Linked DNA regions of Gossypium hirsutum: region 1 is linked to region 2. A link is a contact called in public Hi-C data. All regions are on one chromosome and are shown on one strand. The core of a region is the stretch at or near the end of the contact, and the rest is flanking DNA. Distances in the headings are between cores, read along the strand shown. Region 1 holds the start of LOC107914863. Region 2 holds the start of LOC107914996 (40S ribosomal protein S3a).

The links. Hi-C and Micro-C count contacts between places; a contact is called where the count stands out from the background.
Region 1: a Hi-C map of leaf shows a contact between it and region 2, with 1.9 times the contacts expected there. The contact joins the promoter of LOC107914863 here to the promoter of LOC107914996 in region 2. A contact is called at or near these places in 2 of 34 Hi-C or Micro-C datasets (callus and leaf).

What each region holds. Positions count from the first base shown.
Region 1 is chrD10:35,466,372-35,470,016 of Gossypium_hirsutum_v2.1, reverse strand. LOC107914863 reads right to left here and starts at 1,550. Exons shown (of 15, transcript XM_041102560.1): 1 at 1,393-1,550; 2 at 1,187-1,310; 3 at 112-193. The coding sequence starts at 1,224.
Region 2 is chrD10:34,875,050-34,878,449 of Gossypium_hirsutum_v2.1, reverse strand. LOC107914996 (40S ribosomal protein S3a) reads right to left here and starts at 1,452. Exons shown (of 7, transcript XM_016844080.2): 1 at 1,282-1,452; 2 at 1,123-1,170; 3 at 909-1,014; 4 at 340-480; 5 at 54-239. The coding sequence starts at 1,292. LOC107915842 (a long non-coding RNA gene) reads right to left here. Exons shown (of 2, transcript XR_001689293.2): 2 at 3,294-3,400.

The DNA of each region.
Region 1 (3,645 bases), core at 301-2,800, 590 kb before region 2:
AATGAACAGATTAACATCATAAATAGGTTTGGGAAAAACCAATAAAGTTACAAATTTTAGGAAACTAAATAAATCTAAAATTTTTCAGGCGTATATAACTTTAAACTGTACCTCTATATCCTTTCTCTGATACCATTTCCCTTTCAACATGAACTCTTCATCCAAAAGATCACTTTCTGGATTGTATTCAGCTCTGCCACCAAACAATAATGCCCATTAGAAATTGGGTACAATAATATTCAGTCTTAAATTAATGATGTCCCAAACGTGTTCATTAAAAAAGATTTTGACTATCTTTTGATTCACTTATCTTTCTTGTTTAATATCTCATGAAAGGATCTCAGTGCCCTTTCCATAAGTCTGCTGATTATATACCATCTTATCTCCAGCATAGAACAGCGTTACAACAATATGCTTAAAGCCAGATGACTTATGTTTCTAAATTTCTGGCTATAGTTTTACATTCATGAAGATATAATCTTACCAATAATAGTCTAAATTCCACAGCTAAGCTGAACAAACTATAACTTACAGTATTTATTATTATTATTATTAATCCAAACATAAGTCTAACAGAAAACAATAACAAAATCACCCAAAGACTCGCATGCCAGAACCCATGAAAGGTTTGAAATTCAAATACCCACAACTCCCATAACAAGAGAAAAATAATATATATTTATATATGCACAAGAAAAGAAAATTACACAAAATTAATAAAATTAACCAAATCAAGAGCCAACAGAAAGCCATCACAAATAATCAGACATGCTCTGAAATTATGGAAAGATCATAGGGAACCACGAAGTAACGTAAATTATAAAATTCCAACGGTAAGAGCCCTATAATAACAATAATAATCACCCAGGTATGCTTGCTTAGAAACTGATCAACATGAATACAAAAATAAAAACTTCAAATCTGATGCTATATAAAAGGGGTGCAAGTAAAAAGCAATGGTTTTCTTTTCTCTTAAATTTCAAATCCCAATTTTTCCTTTCTCTTAACAACTTTCCTCGTCAGCCAAATGGAACAGATCATAAAAAATAAAAAAAAAATTAAATTTTATAAAAAAAAGGGAAACAAGATCGTAAAAGAAAATTTTAAAAAAATTAAATTCAACAAAAAGGGAAACAAGGTAATTTTTTTCCAAAAAAAGTAAAATTAAAAAAGGAAAGATTACTACCTGGGAGGGCGTATTATGAAGTTAACAAGCTGCTCCATAGATTTCCAAAAATGATAACTAAAGTGATCTGGGCTGTGCTGTTCTTGTTGAGTTAATGATGTTTCCAAAACCCAACAACAAAAACCTAGAGTTTGCGAGAAGAAATTCTATTATACTATTATGATAAAGAAAAGAAAAAGACAGCAGCGGATCAAAGAAAAAAGAACCTTGCGATGAGTAAAGAAAAAGGGTTTTCTTTGAAGAAGAAGAACAACAACTTTGTCAAATGTTGTTGTTGCTGTTGATGTTTCCCGAGTTTCTTTCTTTCCTTCCTTCAAAAACGAAATGTTTTTTTAAAATAATAATTTTTTGGTTTTCGTTGCCATGCCAGCCCAACCAAGTGTCTTAATCTTTGCCTCTCTGGCTGTTTGCACGTGCTCAAGAAGTTGGTACGTGTTTGAGAGTGAGTTGGGACTGAAAGTAATTGGGTTAGAGGTCTTGATAAGTGGAGCCCAACCGATTTTCTTGTTACACTTTTACTCGGGTTGGGTTGGGTTGGGTTTTTGGATTTTTTTATCGTTTATTATAATTTGGTTATCCGCCTAATTTTTTATTTTTATCTTTTATTTTTAGATTTATTTGGAAAAAAATTATTTTATGATTTTTTATTATTACTCGGCAAAATTTTAAAGAATTTTTATAAATATTTATAAAAATTAATAATTTTTCAAGTAAATAAAAATAATCAATACCTTTTATATATGATTTTTTATAGAGTTTTTAAGTTACTCTCACTATTTTAAATTAAAATATTTGTTTTTATCATAAAAATTAAAATTAATTATAAATTAAATAAAAATAGAATACAATTTAGTTTCGAGTAGTCATAGTTTTTAAACTTACATTCTATAAATCATCCAAACACTTTGGTTTGAGTCAGTTTTTATTTTTTCTTGATTTGTGCTACTTCTACTCATAAACTCTCAAACCCTTAAATTAAAAGAAATACATGCTTAAACATGTTCAAACCCAAGACCTCTTAAGTATTGCAATAGCAACGATGTCAACTGAGCTAAAGATCAACGAGCCGAATCGATTTTCAAATTTATTGTTTAAGGTTTTTTGTCATAATTATTTTAGTTTACCAAACTCCAATCAAATATTTTTACCATTCAGAAAAGGTTTAAATAAAAAATTGACCACCAAATTATAGCCTTTTTCCTACTTAGCTACCTTTTATTTTATTTTTTTGACATAAAGTGATACTTAAACTTTGATTATATTACTAATTTTGATCCAAACCGTTCCGCCATTTAAAAAAAATGTTAGATCTAATTAAAATGTGAAACATATCATTTTTAATTAAATAAGAATTTTTAAATAAAAAATTAATTAAACATTATATTTTTTATTTTCTCTCATTTCCCTACATTTCATCATTTTCTTTCTCATCCTTTATCCCCCAAAGAGGTGTTCAAAGTCCCATCCACCCTCTTTATTGTCTTTAGTCACCTCCTTATCTTTCAAAATTGCATTGATTACATCTGACAAAAACTGATATAAGGTTGCGCGTGGACCAAGATCGAGTTGCCAAGACACGAGAAACTCCTATGAAAGGCCCTAGACGAACAGATCTGAAAACACAAACAAAGATTAAGATTAAACCGAATCAGATTTGAATTTAAATCCCCAAATTCAATTACAAGAGCAGCAAGAAACAAAGAAATAGAATAGATGACTCAAACGAAATTGGAAGTATAGAAAGAATGCGAATCGGCCAACAAATTGATTTGGCCAAGAATGCCCAAATTCCAGCAGTCGAATTTTCACCCAACACGTGGAAATAGCAATCGGCAAAACCCTAGAAATTGGGGAAAACTTGAATCGATTTAGGAGCTGCCAACAAGAGATCAATTAAACGAAGAGTTCTTGGAGTTTAATCAAGGCTGAAACACAAACAAGAACAGCAAAAGAATTAGAAGAAGAATCGGCACAAGCAGAATTAAAGAAAATAAATTGAACAGCAAGAATTAAAGAAAAGTCCTAAGAATCCTTGAAATCCCGAAAGATTTCACAAATCCTTTCAAACGGCTCTAATCTCCCCTCCAAAGAATATCAATGGTAAGAAGAAGGTTGAAGATGACTCTCACAATCACAAGATTGCTAAAACAACTTCTAAAGAAAGCTCAAGAGAGAATTCTTGGAGAAAACCCCAAAGAAAATTCTGCACTTTATCAAAACTGAAAATTTAATGTATTGAGTAATGAGTACAAGGGGTGGCCGGCCATCACTTATATAGGCCACAAACTAATCCTAGTCTTATTAGAAAACTTAAAAATTAACCCTAATTAATAAAATAATAAGAGAATTTCGGCCAAACACTTTAAATGGGCTATTTTGGGCCGAATTTAACATATCCTATTCCTAGAGCCTAAAAATTAAATTAAAAATTTAAAAGTTCTACAAATTGGGCCCTTTGA
Region 2 (3,400 bases), core at 203-2,702:
AGTAAAAAAATTCTGTTGCAAATTTAAATATTTATCAGAGAACAGGACAGAACCTGTCTAATCTGGCTGGACTGTGCATAACAAGTCCTTTTAACCTGGTTTGGTCGTCTCTTAGTGAACCCGATGCAGAACATTCTCAAAGTGTAACTGTCAGTTGTCTTTACGTCCACATGAGCTTCAATCAAAGTTTGCCATTTACGCACCAATGACCTCAGTTTGTCAGTTGTAAAATTCATTCCCTGGATATTCAGAATGGGAAATAAAGCAACTTGGTTAATTTATGAACAGAAACAACAATGAAAAAATGAAGTAACCAAAGATAAATTATATTTATCATACCCAAAAGTTGGTCAAAACATTTTTTCCTTGAACATCTTCAGCTCTCAAACGAATCTTTCTGTAAGCATGATCCTCATCACCTCCTTGAAGATCAGCCAGTGAGACCTCAAACACACGGTGCTTGAGTCCTTCTGAAGCAATCTGTCAGTAAAAAAACACATTTCAAGTTAGAACTCCCAAGTGTTCAAATTCCATTTTGCTTGATAATGGAACATATTAGGCTTCTATAAGTTTAGTAGATGAAAAAGAAATGACTATTCAACATTTCAGCTTAACAACCATTACCTACTACATAACCCTCAGCTCAAAGATGGAATTCCTCATTTAATTAACAACATAGCAAAACATCAAATAGCAGGAACGATCAACATAACATTAAACTCCGCTATCATCATTTCCAGGAAAGATGGAAATGTCATAACACTAGAACAAGTATACAATGCGCGGAGAGTCTGAATGAAACAAAATTTTCACTCATGTTCAAAATATCCAAGAAGCTTATATACAATACAGAGCAATCATTTTCAAAACAGTGAAAGTAAATAACAAGTTAAAAGAAGAAAACGTACCTTGGTACCCTGAGTACGGGTAACAAGAGTCTTCCCAACATTTCTGGTAGTAAAAACTGATGGAGCCTTGATATCATACCAATCCTTCTTAGCAAATGGATCAGCCCTAAAGAAAACCCAACCAAAAATAAAAAATCAACACTCAACAAACATCTCTTTCTAAAATACACGAAACATGATTAAAGCTAAAATGAAATTGTAAAATAATACTCACGCCTTCTTCTTTCCTCCCTTCTTTCCCTTGGAAATCCTCTTGTTCTTCCTATATTACAACACAGAGAAAGAACCCAAAAATCACACACATCAGATAAAGGAAAAGAAACAAGATATATGTATTAATAATGGGAAAGATTAAAGAGAGAAAAATGAGCACCCGACAGCCATTGTCGAAACTTTGCAGGTTAGCTACGATATGCAAACGGCCGCTGGAGCTACAACTTCTTCAGTGCTTAAAACCCTAGTTTTATGTATGGGTTTATATAGGAATAAACACTTTTGGGCTTTTAGTCGCTCACTGAGAGGTATTGGTCTTTTCAGCAAATCCAAATCGATTCGATTAAAATTTTAAACCCATTTAATTGTAGATTTGGGGCCTTTTAGTTTTATTGGAATTTTTAATTTTAATTGAATCGTCTCCTATCCAATTTAAAAAAGTAGTCTTGAAATTCGGTGTACATCTCAATTTCAATTTCAATTTCTTTAATAAAAATTTATTTATAAACTATAATTCTCCTTTGGATTAATACTTAATTTATCTTTTAAATTTCTCTAAAAATATTTAGTTATATCTAAATTCTTTTTTTTACTTAGTTGGAAGTTGAATTTGTATTCTGTCACACATTATTTCAATTTGTTAACATCGTTAATTTTTTAAGAGTTCAAATATAATTCACCCCTGAACTTGTCCAAAGTTAACTAGATGGTATATGAACTTGTTTAAAAAGCATCTAGTTGGTATTTGAGCTTGCTCAATAACTTCTACTTTTTAAAATTAATTTTATATTTTTTAAAATATTTTTAATTTATGTATACCACGTGTCATACTGATAGATTCCCACGTGTCACTATAAAATTGGTCATCAATGTCACATCAGCACAAATAGGAGTGAGCATTCGATCGAATCGAATCGAATCGAATCGAATCGAAAATTTTCGAGTTAATCGAGTTTTCGAATCTCATTTTATCATCCTAACTATATTTGAAGTTTTCTCGAATCGAGTCGAGTGAGATGGAATTCGAATCGAATCGAATCGAATATATTTGTTCGAGTTAAATTTTAAAAAATAATTTTGGGTCCTTGTAACCATTATCATTCATCGTAATAAAATTTGTCCACTTAATCAAATTTTTTATTAACTTTTATCACTTCATAATTTATTTATTAATTTTTTATATATTGGTTAGCTTCTTTGCTTGCTTAGTTGTTTCAATTATCTTCAGATTCTTGTCACTATGTATTTTAGAATTAAAAAATATATTAAATGTAAAAATATAATTTTTTTAATAAAAGTTATTTTAAAAATAAAATTTGAAATTGATACCAATATAAAATTTTAACACGAATATTTTATGGCATAATTAATAATTCAATTTTAATATAAATATTCAATATGACTAAACAATTCAATAATATAAATAATATAAAATGTGAAATTTAATTTAATAATATAAATAGTAGATATAAATAAAATTATTACTATTTATGTTTAGTGATTTTTTTAGATAATTTTAATTTTTTATTTGAGAGTTAAGGGTGATAAGTAAAAGTTTAAGAGAAAAATAAAAAGTTTTGGAGAATAAAAGTTTGAGGGAAAGTAAATAGAGAGAGTAAAATTTTAAAGGAAAAATATTTAAAAAAAATTGAAGGGTGAAGGTTTGGGATAGATGGAAGGTGGGATGGGAAGTGAATAAAAGTTTTAGGAGAAAAGTGGGAAGGAGTAAAAATTTTGGGCGAAAATAAAAGATTTTGATAGTTTTGGGAAGTAAAATTTTGAGAAAAAATAAATAGGAGAGTAAAATTTTGGTGGGAAATGGATTTTGGGTAGATTAAAGGGTTGGGAGGGGAGTAAAAGTTTTGGGGGGAAAGTGGGAAGGAGTAAAAGTTTTGAGGGAAAAGTAAAAAAGTTTGAGAGTTTGGGGTAAAAATGTAAAATATTATAGTTTGATATTCGAATTATTCGAGTTATTCGAATTCAAAAACTCAATTCGATTCGAACTCGAAATTCGAAAAAAAAATTCGAGTTGATTCGAATAACTCGATTCGTTTAACTCGAAATTCAAATTTTTTTTTTCTATTTTTTCGAGTCAGCCTATGCACAAACTAATGATGTTAGTGCGGAGGTACCAACCTAAGTGATGGAAAACAAATTCAAGTACCAACCACGTACAAAAAAAAGTTTAGGTACCAATTTGGTACTTTTGGCCAAATTCAAGTGACAAACTACATGTAATACCTAATTATTGCCCGGGGCCCAAAACTGTTTACAGCCCA